Regions from separate parts of the Mus musculus genome. Here all the other regions are linked to region 3. A link is a contact called in public HiChIP or PLAC-seq and promoter capture Hi-C data. All regions are on one chromosome and are shown on one strand. The core of a region is the stretch at or near the end of the contact, and the rest is flanking DNA. Distances in the headings are between cores, read along the strand shown.

Region 1 (3,861 bases), core at 1,187-3,686, 560 kb before region 3:
AAGCACGAAAGAAACAATACTCAAACCCTACAATGAAATGGAAAAAAAAAAAGGCATGAGGGGCTAGAGAGATGGCTCAGTGGTTAAGAGCACTGGCAGTTTTTCCAGGTGTTGCAGGTTCAAGTCCCAGCACCCACATGGTAGCTCATAGCTATCTATAACTCCAGTTCCAAGGGATTTGATACCTACTTCTGGCCTCTACTGGAACCAAGGGAATGCATGTGATATACAGACATGCTTGCAGGCAAAACTTCCACACATATTATACACACACACACACACACACACACACACACACACACACATATATATATATATATATATGTTTTTTTGTTTTTGTTTTTTTGAGATCGGGTTTCTCTGTGTAGCCCTGGCTGTCCTGGAACTCTGAAATCTGCCTGTCTCTGCCTCCCAAGTACTGGGATTAAAGGCATGCACCACCACTGTCTGGCCACATATAAAATATTAAAAAAGAAAACCTAAAAAAAGAAAAAAGAAGGGCTGGTGAGATGGCTCAGCAGGTAAGAGCACCCGACTGCTCTTCCAAAGGTCCTTAGTTCAAATCCATGTCCCAGCAACCACATGGTGGCTCACAACCATCCGTAACAAGATCTGACTCCCTCTTCTGGTGTGTCTGAAGACAGCTGCAGTGTACTTACATATAATAAATAAATAAATCTAAAAAAAAAGAAAAAAAGAAGAAAACCCCAGAATTCACATTAATTTAATATATATGATTTTTTTTTAAAGAGAGATGTTTCTTTTTCTCTTTTTTATTTATTTTTTATTTTTTTTATTTTTTGGTTTTTGACACAGGGTTTCTCTGTGTAGCCCTGGCTGTCCTGGAACTCACTCTGTAGACCAGGCTGGCCTCAAACTCAGAAATCTGCCTGCCTCTGCCGCTGGAGTGCTGGGATTAAAGTCGTGGGCCACCACTGCCCAGAACCACTACCAAGAGATAGCACCACCCACAATGGGCTGAGCCCTCCCACATCAATCACTAATTAAGAAAAATGCCCCACAGCCAGATCTTGTGGAGTTATTTTCTCATTTGAGGTTTCCTTCTTTCCGATGACTCTAGCTTGTGTCAAGTTGACATAAAACTAGCCCGGACAACTGTCAAGGAAATAAATAAAAAAAACTCATTCATCAATTGGTGTTAAAACTGTTGCATAATAAATGTGGGAAGAAAAAAAAAAAAACATGGCATTGTAGTCTTAAAGAATTAGCCTATAGCTGACTAATTTACTACCCAAGGAAAGAGGGACCTTGATTATGGAGGATTCCGACTTTAACTTGAGCCTGACCATGGTCAAATTTCACATGCTCACTTTCAGAACAATCTGTATCTCTTGATGGCTGTCCATTTTTCTCACTGCACCTCTCTAAATGTTCTGCCAGAGGATTCTAACAGTGGGACAGTTGAAAGAAAACAGACTTGAGGGTTTGTGAGGTTTTGTTTTAAATGCTAGTGTGTAAAAAAGAAAGGAAGAAAACCAAAGGGGACCCGGGAAGGTGGGCAGCACAGTGAGGGTCTAAGGTTGCATAGAACACGCAAACTCTTCCCATTCTTTTCCCCATGTTTGTCAATACACACGTGTGACACAGATGCTGTATACCAGCTTCTCCAGTCAGATTTGGAGATTTTTACAACAATCCCAAGGACCATAGGCAAAGCATTCTCCTTGAAGTCATGGTGACAAGCTAAGAGAGGGCCTGAAGTCAACAAGATGGCTCAGCAAGTAAAAGTGCCACCAAGCCTGGTAACCTCAAATGAATCCCTCAGTCCCACAAGGTGGAAGGAGGGAACAGGCAAGTTCGCTGACAATGCACACAGGTACCATAGCATGCCTGTACCTGCTCTTCCACAGACACACAATAAAAAAAAAACACATAAAATATAACTTTATTATTATTGTTGTTGTTATTTTTTCAAGACAGGGTTTCTCTGGGTAGCCGTGGTTGTCCTGGAAGACTGTTGCTCTGTAGACCAGGCTGGTCTTGAACTCAGGGATCTGTTTTTGCCTCCAACATACTGGGATTAAAGGCTTGCATTACCACATCAGTCTCAATAAAATATTTTTCTAAAAGGTTGTCGCCATGTGACGATGATGATCACAGGAACACTTGAGAAGGGAGGCAGGATCAGTACTTAACGGAGTAGGTACAAAGGCTAACTCTGGTGTGCGCATACCCAGTACTTGGTGACAGACAGGTAGCTGTGGGCCCCAGGCTGGCCCCAGGCAGCATAGCTTTCTTGCAGGCAGCCCCCAGAGCTTGGAGGTTCCCAGGAACACGTGCCTCCGGATGAAGAAACAATGTCCCTGACAGAACTGTGCTCCTTCCAGGGAGGTGCCTTTGGTCCGCGCCGTCGGGACGCCATCAGGCTGCCTAATAGCAAAGCAGAGCCAGAGCGCCGGGGGCGGGCCCGGAAGCGAGTTGGCCCCGCCCCCGAGACCGCGTGGCTGTGCGTCCGGGCTGTTGCGGATAAAGTTGTTTGAGGCGAGCCGGCTGCGGTCACGTGAGCGGAAGATGGCGGCCCCGGCGGGCGGCGGGGGCTCCGCGGTGTCGGTGCTGGCCCCAAACGGGCGGCGCCACACGGTGAAGGTGACGCCGAGCACCGTGCTGCTGCAGGTGCGGCCGCCGGCCCGGGTGGGGAACGGGCGGATGGGTGGACCCGCGGGCCGCCCGGGGTCGCCGCATCAGGGCCCGCCCCTGCGGTTGCTCCTAGGGCGGTAGGGCGGGACCGGGTCCCGGTGGGCGGGGCCTGAGGCAGCCAATGAGCGCCTTTCGCGCGGCTGTCCGCCCCATCCTCTAGATCTGGGTCCCGGGGGCGGGGCGGGATACTTGGAGGCGCGTTTGCTGAGCACGGTGGGGTGGACCCCACTAACAGGGTCGAGCCTTGCGAGCCCCAGAATCTTCGGCGCTTGTCCGAATCCAGCCTTCTCGGTCACCGGGAAGAGTGGCGTTCCTTCCTGCTCAGCTCAGGGGCGTCCCTCCGGACCCTAGGGCCTGTGTTCCCGGAAGTGAATTTTGCTAAGTCACTCACGGCTTTTGATTGTTGCTGTTTGTGACCTCGTATGAATTACACCTGCTTATTAAACCTCTGTTGTTAGGTTACAAAGGCGTACACGATTCATATCTGTGGCAGGGCCATACAGAGTGACCTCCATTTGGAGCTGCGCTCATGTAGAGGAGGGTTCTGGTCATGCAGCAGTTGCACAAAGACTGCCGGGCCACAGAGTGGCCGTGGACACAAAGTTCAGTAAGGCAGATTATTATTTGTGGCTAGAGGCCTCGCAGAGCCTAGAACATGGGACCAGGGGTGGACAGGCTAGGCCATAGTTGGAGGATTAAGTCAATAATGGGTCCCCAGTAGGAGGGGAGAGAGTAGACAGGATTTGCATGTAGTTTGCTTGGAGCTGGTGAGTGAGATGTTTGGTGGGCTGGCCAGTGCGCCTACTATCAGTTGAGGTAGGTTTTACCGATCATTTGTCCCACAGGTACTAGAAGACACATGCCGGCGGCAAGACTTCAACCCCAGTGAATACGACCTGAAGTGAGTTTGCTTGGACTCAGCTGTGGGCTTCTCAGTCTACCTGGTCCTTTTCTCAACACATACTATCTCTGCCTTAGAAGCGCCCCCATAGGTACTTTAATACAACAGAAGTTTATCCTTGCCCAGTTCTGAAGGCAAAGTCCAAAGTGCCCAGAGTATGGTTGTGCCACCCCCCCCCCCCAACCGCCCCCAGATTCTCTGTGTAGCCCTGACTGTCCTGGACTTCACTTTGTAGACCAGGCTGGTCTCAAACTCACAGAGAGCCTTCTGCCTCTGCCTCCACAATGCTGGGATCAAAGACC
Region 2 (4,261 bases), core at 804-3,303, 770 kb before region 3:
TTGCAGATACACTGGGTGGCCTGCTCCTATCAAACACCTCAGGCTCTCATGCATTTGCCTCCTAGGCACTGGGTGGGGTCAGCCATACTTCTCCATCTTGCTGTCAACTGCTGTGCCTGTGTTGATTCTGGAGCCAGAGCAATACTGTTGCCAAGCCAGTGCCATTCCTGGCACTTATTTCTACTGCGGTGATGTTTTGCTTGGCACAAGCAATGATGTCTGGAAGCCTCATCAATGACTTCATTTCCTCCATGGTCATGTAACAGGGTAGGTCACTGTAGTTGAAGAAGCACTTCGTCAAAGTGGTGCTCGCCACAAAGTTGTTCTACCCACAGCTGCACCTCCCCGCTGCAGACCCTATGGTCTTGGCTGTACTCAAGTAGAGCAACCCCTTGGGATACCTTGCCCTTCATCCTGCCCAGCCCTTAGACCCATACATTTTATTGAAGAGTATGAGGACGGAGGCTTTTTCAAGTTCTTCTGCAGAAAGGAGACCCAGGAGCTGCATGCAGGATGCAGAGAGCTGGGTGGGGTTAGAAGCATCCATCATGAACTAGGGAGAAAAGGAAAACATGCTACAGAAGATAGTCCTGACCAGAGCCCTGTCTGGTCATTTCACAAAAGCACACAGACAACTTTTTAAGTGGATTTAAATTTATGATGCAGGAGTTTGAACCTAGGGCTTCAAGTGTAGCTAGGGCAAGCACTCTCCTGAGCTACATATCCAGCCCCAGATTGGCTTTTAAACAACAGGTTTTGGAAATAGCCAAGGGGGAGTTGTACGAGGATGACTGTCACTGGTGTCTTTAAGTAAAATTAAGTCTACTGTGGCCATCAGCTCTTCATCCCAGAATTTGATGCCCCTTCCTTCTACAGATAGGACCAACAAGAGGGATGTAAAGTGTTGGTCGTATTCAGGTATCAAGGCATAGAACATGCTGTGCCTTCAACAAGCCTCCTAGAATCTGAGCCCTGCTCAGGAAATCAGACCAATGCACAGTCATCAAAGACCCCCAAACCCGATCCCATGAAAAGCAGGGCCAATACTTGATGGTTCAGGGAGTCAGACAAAACTGACCTCCAAAGAAGCTTGAAGTATTAACTCACCAAGAGCGAATGGCAGTTTCCATAGTAACTGGACCAGATGGGGCTCATGCATCCCCCGAGCTCTCGGATGGTGATCTTCCTGTGGGCCACAATGTCTGTAAGGTTGGTGCCCACCTATGGAAAAAACCACGATGCACTGAGACCAGCGCAAGCGGTGTGCTGTGGTGAGCTTCTGGATGGCAGCACCGCCATGAGGGAGCTAAGCATCCACAGCCAGTGACAACTGCTCAAGCCCTCTGCTCTCGCCACCAAGAAATGCAGCTCTCTGGGGGCTCCAGGCCAACGTCAACCATAGAGATGGGCCTTGAGAGTGACGAGGGAATGAATTTCTAGGGATGGGAGAGAAAGGTGCCCACCGGAAGACGGGCTTCGGGTTCTCCACACTCAGAAGTCTAGTGATGGGAGTTCCTCTGCCGCAGACAGTACCCAACCTACTGACCACAGGCACCGCGGCTTCCATTAGAAGAGGTCTGAGGACCTTTGCAAGCCTCAAAGGGCATGCATGACCTGAGAGAGGCCGACACCTACCGTGGGCCGCGTCGGTGGGGGCTCTCCCAGGTCGCCTTTGCCATCTCCGGAGCTCAGCTGTCCCGGCGGTCAAGGGCCATGGCGTGGCAGAGGGAGGAGTTCCCGTGATGAGCGACCCCGGTGTGCTCCCTCCCCACCCTGCCTGGGACTCCCTGCCTGCCCACTCGGCGCGGAAGGATATTCTGAAGGCGTTTCACCAGCAGGGTCTTCCCGACCCCAGCAGCTCCAAGCAGGAGACACATCCCTTCCTCGGATAACGCGCTTGTACCTCCGAGCTACCACGCAATGAGGCCCGCCTCCGCTTAGCTTTCATTGGATAGACCGCTCGTCCAGGCTGCTCATTGGTTAGTCCCAATGGACTGAGCGGTCCAATGGACGCTCAGAGTCAGTGTGTAAGCGCAAGTCTCGCCATGGAGCAGGACTCGGGGCGGCGCGGAGGCGTTGCGCGTGCGCGAGCAGAAAAAGAAAGGCGGAAGCGGAAGTTGGGGGGCGCGTCAGCTCCGAAAGAGGGAGCGACTGCAGCGTCGGTCCGGAGTGGGGTCGCCATGGGGCGAGGCAGCGGCACCTTCGAGCGTCTCCTAGGTAACGCGTCCGCCCGTCAGCTCCAAGTCAGCTCCCTCGCGCGCACCGGCCAGATGCTGCCTCCGTAGGTCTCAGGAGAGCGGGCCGGCCACCTAGACCGGCCGTCGGCCTCCGGGGAGCACTGCACGGTTCCCGGGCCTCGGGTGTGGCCGCCCGGGCTGTACACTGAGTCCTGGGGTTCCAGTGACGAATGCTCTTTGGGGGTCCGTGACGGACCTCTCTTCCTCCGGGTCCGACGGTCCTGAACCGATTGGGCCAAAGTCCTGAGTCATGAAGTCATGACTCAGATCTTAGCTTCATGCGGGTCTCAGACCCCGATACCTTTTCGCAGGGTGGAACCGATACTGCCTTCCTTAAACCTTTCGAGCCCCTTGGGGAATGCTTCCTAGGACCTCAGCCTCTTGCGCTCTGGTAGTGCCTGGGGGTTTGAGAAGACATGTATTTCTCATTTTTGAAGGTGCTTGTTGATATCACTATCTGAGGTTCCTGGACAGTGTAAATTTTAGGAGGGAAAAATGAGTTTGACATGCATGCACCATTCCCTCAATAAATGTGTTCAGGAGCAGGCCCCATCCTAGGCTGCTCACTTGCTCCTTTTTGAGCTAAGGTTTTCAAAGGGGAATCTTAGATGATGAGATGTTTACCTTAGTCTCATATCCTGGGAGGTTCAGCACGTCAGGTATGAATCCACTAACTTGTTGAATGAGTAACAAGGGTGGTGTATCTTGGGATAGCTCACTTTCGTAAGGGAGGGGTGATCCGAGTGTGAAGAGGTGTTGGCTGGGGGTACCACTTGACATGGAGAAATCATCCCTCATCTTCTAGAGCTTGCTAAGGGACCCATTACATTACCCAGCTAAGAGGTAAAGGACAAAACTTCTAAATGATGGGACTCTGTTGAGAAGCAGCAGGGTATGCCATTTTAAAGTGCCCAGCAAGCTGTGACAAAGGGCATTCTCTACCTCCTTTATCTTTAAAGCAGATGCAAGTAGTACCTCTCTCCAGAGGGTCTGTGGGAACTGAGTGAAGCCGAGCTTGAGCTGACAGCTGATAGGGACTAAGTATCATTTCCACATTATTTGCTTCTTGCATGGGAGGATGCCATTTCCATGGTTGTCAGTGTACTTCAAGAGGATTTTCAGTTTGGTTTTGGCTGTATAAAATGAGGGATGTTCTTGACTTTTGACGGGCCGGCTCGGAAACATAGCTCAATGGACCCTTTGAATGGGCATCTCTTCCCTTTAGACAAAGCCACCAGCCAGCTTCTGTTGGAGACAGACTGGGAGTCCATTCTACAGATCTGCGACCTGATCCGTCAGGGGGACACACAGTAAGTGAAGAGAACCACCCCTCTTCTAAGATTAAATGGGCAACATGAGTTTTTTGTTTTTTTGTTTTTTTTTAATCCAGATTGTTTTGATATCTTGGGACAATTAAAACAGCACAATTTGGAGATACTTAGACTCACTGATATTTCCTTGAGGAGGTCTGTCAGGCTAAACTCATGGTTGGCTTATATTTCAGTTGGTAGAGTATTTGCCTAGCATGTATTAAACCTTGAGTGTCATGCTCAACACACTATAACCCAGGTGTGACAGCACTGTCATACCCCAGGTGTGACAGCACTCTCTGTGATCCCAGCACTTAGGAAGTGAAGACAGAAGGATAGGAAGTCCAAGGCTTGAGTCTAGCCTGGGGTACGAAAACCCCTGTCTCAGTACTTAAAGAAATATGGAGGAGGGCTTTCCTAACCATACTGAGGGCTTTCCCATCCTTTTCTCTCTCTGCTGTTACTAATTCCTACCCCCCCGCCCCTTTTTTTCCCCCCTCTTCCAGAGCAAAATATGCTGTAAACTCCATCAAGAAGAAGGTTAATGATAAGAACCCACACGTGGCTTTGTATGCTCTGGAGGTAACTAGAGCGCTGTTGCAGTTGTTTCTCTCCTCAGACTCCAAGAATCCTTACCCTTCCGGTGTCAGGTCTCCACATAGCAACCAGTGGAGACCTTTAGCACTTCGTACAGTTGTGAGCTCGGCCACTGAG
Region 3 (3,938 bases), core at 430-2,929:
AGGGGTTTACCTTGCTTTACCTACTAAACCGTTTCACTGGGCCCTAAATTCATATTTCTTTTTGTTTTATGAGCGTTTTGGCAGCATGTGAGCAAATGCACTGTGTGTCTGTTGCCTCCGGTGGCCAGAAGAGGCGCTAGATCCCTCGAGTTGGAGCCCGGGAAGTTTCTAGCCAGTCAGTCACAGGTGCTAAGAACCAACTTTGATCCTCTGAAAGAAAGGCAGTGCTCTTAGCCATCATCTCCCTAGCCCCCTTATATTTCTAATGATATGTTTAAACTCAGCTTTTAGAAGGCACTGAAAAACAAACTCCATTTAACAAGCTAATTCAGAGAATTTAGGGCTGGGGATGTGACAGCCAGCTGTAACTTGGGGGCACTGTTACTGCTGGTCCAGAAACAGGCTGCTCTCAGTTATTAGAGACACTTCCCTCGGTAAACCATTATCCTATAATCTCATTCTATTATTGACATTCCAGGTCAAAGGTCAGTGGCCTTTAAGGGATGCCTGGTACTATAGTAAGTTTCTTTAGCTGTCCCAGGGGAGTTATATGTACATTATTACACAGGACGATTCTCTTGCCCAGCTGTGGATTCCATAGATAAGGTACATCTTTTGTATATTATGTAACTTGCCCTATTCTGTAGGTGGTGTGCAGCTATGATATCTACTTTATAAAGCTTTCCTTTAGCCTTCTTCCAGCATGCTGTTTGGCTCTAAAGCCGCTGTCCTTCAGGTAGGAGTAAGAATGCACTTATTTAATTTAAATTTGAATTGAGTCTGTCTTTGGTCTTTCCCAGGGGATTGGAACACAACAAAAGAATAATGCATTTAATCTGCCTTGGAGACAGGTCTCACTGTGTAGCAGTATAGGGCAGTGTTGGCTTTAATTTTATCATTTTCCTGCCTCAGCCTCCTGAGTGTTGGGTAATTGCCAATAGGCCTGCTCATCCTACCTGTCATTTTGTTTGTAGACAGGTACATGTGTAGTACTGGCCGTCCTGGAACTCAGAGATCTGCCTTGCTCTGTCTCCTGGGTTCTGGGACTAAAGGCATGCGCTAACTCGCCAAGATTCAAGGTCAGCCTACTTTGAATCTACACGCCAGACTCAGCAGCATTGCCCATAAAGCAAAGCAAGCCTGCTGCGCATGTGCACTTGTGCCGCACCGGCCTACGTGAGGCTTCGCTGGCTGGTCATGGCGGCGGTAGAGGGCGGCGCCGGCTCCGCCCTCCAGGAGACGCAGTAGAGCAGAACTTACGACGCTAACTTGATTGAGCGGGCCAGGCCGCGGCCACTGAGCAAGGCGCTCTGAGGTCGCCGCGATTCGGCCTCGTCCGCTCGGTCAGCGCACTCTTCCTGCCTCATACGCCCGCCTTTGCCAACTTTCCCCATTAGTCCTTAACCAGGCAAAAACTGACAGGAGGATATGTCCCGGCCGGGCAACTACTAGTCGAGGGACAAGCTCCACCCCCGTTCTCTGATTGGCTCCTGGGAGGGACCTGCCACTTCCTCACACTCTCATTGGCTTAAGCGGCGGAGGCGGGGTGAGCGTGCCATACCATCCTTGCACTCTTTTCATTGGCTCAGGGGTGTGGCTCATCTTGCTTAGGCTCTCTCATTGGTCTACTACAGTCCTTGGGGCGGGGCCTCCGTGCAAGAAGACAACAAAGGGTCGCAGGTCGCTAGCGGGCGGCAGGCGGCGGTGTTCCAGTCTTCCTTACTCCTCACAGCTTAGGCGCGTCGGCCTCCTGCCAGTCCCACTCCAGATGAAGTGTGAGCACTGCACACGAAAGGTGGGTGCGTCGTCCGGCGGGGCTAGGGGCGAAAGCCAAGGCTGGAATCGGTGGTGAGGGTCGGGCTCAGCCGGGTGCACCTTGCTCTGTTATGTCGGCCTCTGACAGCCATCACCTGTCTGCAGAGGACTGGGCGGCGAGCTGGCTGTTGTCCACTGCAGGCGAGTGCACCGCCGGGACTGTCCGTGGAAGCTACTGTTCTGGGGCCGGGGATTGATCTCAGTCCCGGCACCCTGTTGTGGAAGTGAACGATTAATAAAGTAATTAGAAATGATGCTTTGAGCGGCTCTTCTACTTAAACAACAACAAACTTCAATACAACGAAGTGGAGAAGGAATAAAGGGCAGGCAGGCCCTCCTGTCCTGCTCCACTAGGTGGCTGAAGTGACTGACAGCTGCCTCACTTGCCTTCACACGTGATGCATGTGCAGGAATCTCGTTTGGTTTTTTGTTTTTTTACAGGAATTGTATCATATCCAAATACTCCATACGTTGTTTTTTTTTTTTTTCAGAGAATCGCCTGTAATCTTGTGTAATAGCCACATCTAAATGTTCTTATATATATTACCGTTAGATCACTTCCTGTTCTTCATTACTACTACAAACAATACAAATGGAGGGTGTGAGTGTTTATGTGTACCCTTCTATAAGTATGGATGATTTTATTTTGTAGAAAGGGTTTCTTAGAAGTAAGATCGACTGCTCAGGATATGTTTTGGTTTTTGGCATCACACTAAATTATTCTTGACTGAGCTCGGTGGTACACACCAATGATCCCAGTGCTTGAGAGACTGAGGCAGGAGCTCAAAGTTAGACAGTGCAATTTATCAAGACCCTATCTCATTAAAAAAAAATATGGTAGCACACATCTTAATCTGAGCACTCAGGAGGCAGAGGCAGACTTTCTGTGAATTTGAGGTCAGCCTGGTCTACATGGTGAGTTCCAGGACAGCCAGGACTATGTAGAAAGACTTGATCTAAAAAGGAAAAAAATAGATAAATAAAAATAGAGAAAAGAAAAATAATTTTCCTTTCTAACATCCCCCATCCTTTTTTTTTTTTTTAAAGGAATGTAGTAAAAAATCAAAAACTGATGACCAGGAGAATGTGTCCAGTGATGGGGCCCAGCCAAGCGATGGGGCCAGCCCAGCCAAGGAGAGTGAAGAGGCAAGTAGATGCTTCGGGTTTGTGTCAGCCTAACGTGAGCGTGAGTGGATCGGGTTTGTGTCAGCCTAACGTGAGTGTGAGTGGAGTGGCTACTGTTGTTTCTTCTGTCCAGTCTTATACTACCTTGCACTTCACTGCTCTAAGAAAGACTGAAGTAAAAGTGGGAAGAGCCATGTATAGGACAGTCTTGAGTCTTCTCAAACATACCAGGCCAGGAACTGCTTGAGAAATAGGAATATTGTGGTACAGTGTTGAAACCTTATTCTATAAAATGGAAGGAACTCACATTCTGTAATGCATGCAGACTTGAGGGTCAAGTTCCATGATTCTTTAAGCTTGCTGTTTAAGTTAACTAAGCTGCTTGTTTAGTTCAGTTCTTGTTTCAGCTAGTTGTGATGCTTGTTTGTACATACTGTATCACATTGTATCACATATTGTATCACATTTGGAGCTGAGCTTCATACCTGTCTCACTTCATGCTCTGAAGAGGCTACTGCATGTGTCATGCCACACTATGGATTCACAGAGAAGGTTACAGTCACAGTTGTCTTAGAAAATATTAGGACTAGTCAGGAATGCTGGTACACCTTTGGAGGTCCAGCTCAAGGTCAACCTAGGCTGTATAATGAGACCTTATCTCAACACAAAAACTGAGGGAGGGCTAAGGATTAGTCAACTGATAGAGAGCTTAGCTAGCTAGCCTGAAATTCTGAGCTCAATCATTTCAAACAAACAAATTGATTTTAGAGCTTACTAGATAGCTCAGCCGGTAAAGACACTTGCCACCGAGTCTCAGGATGTCAGTTTGATCCCCAGAACCCATATATGACATCTGGAGACTTATGAACACAGGTGACAGGAAAAGACCAGTTTTTACAAGTCGTCTTTCTACCTTTACACCAACATATTGCACACACACACATAACATCAAACAAGAAAGCAATCAGTCAATGTAATATAAAACTTTTTTATGTAAG

Evidence for each region. Promoter capture Hi-C pulls out the DNA fragments that hold promoters and counts their contacts. HiChIP or PLAC-seq counts read pairs in DNA pulled down with a chosen protein or histone mark.
Region 1: a promoter capture Hi-C map of pre-B cells shows a contact between it and region 3, with 2.0 times the contacts expected there. The contact joins the promoter of Aspscr1 here to the promoter of Narf in region 3. A contact is called at or near these places in 1 of 39 promoter capture datasets (pre-B cells), 1 of 484 Hi-C or Micro-C datasets (embryonic stem cells) and 1 of 115 datasets of contacts at active chromatin or transcription factors (pancreatic cancer cells).
Region 2: a FOXA1 HiChIP or PLAC-seq map of pancreatic cancer cells shows a contact between it and region 3. The contact joins the promoter of Arl16 here to the promoter of Narf in region 3. A contact is called at or near these places in 1 of 39 promoter capture datasets (erythroid cells) and 2 of 115 datasets of contacts at active chromatin or transcription factors (memory CD8 T cells and pancreatic cancer cells).

What each region holds. Positions count from the first base shown.
Region 1 is chr11:120,670,537-120,674,397 of GRCm38.p6, forward strand. It overlaps Aspscr1 (alveolar soft part sarcoma chromosome region, candidate 1 (human)), which reads left to right and starts at 2,437. Exons shown (of 16, transcript NM_026877.2): 1 at 2,437-2,634; 2 at 3,504-3,559. The coding sequence starts at 2,533.
Region 2 is chr11:120,465,547-120,469,807 of GRCm38.p6, forward strand. Arl16 (ADP-ribosylation factor-like 16) reads right to left here and starts at 2,054. Exons shown (of 5, transcript NM_197995.2): 1 at 1,817-2,054; 2 at 1,636-1,694; 3 at 1,108-1,221; 4 at 438-553; 5 at 1-275. The coding sequence starts at 1,877. The coding sequence ends at 104. It overlaps Hgs (HGF-regulated tyrosine kinase substrate), which reads left to right and starts at 2,089. Exons shown (of 22, transcript NM_008244.3): 1 at 2,089-2,217; 2 at 3,463-3,547; 3 at 4,054-4,129. The coding sequence starts at 2,181.
Region 3 is chr11:121,235,557-121,239,494 of GRCm38.p6, forward strand. It overlaps Narf (nuclear prelamin A recognition factor), which reads left to right and starts at 1,680. Exons shown (of 11, transcript NM_026272.3): 1 at 1,680-1,795; 2 at 2,863-2,961. The coding sequence starts at 1,769.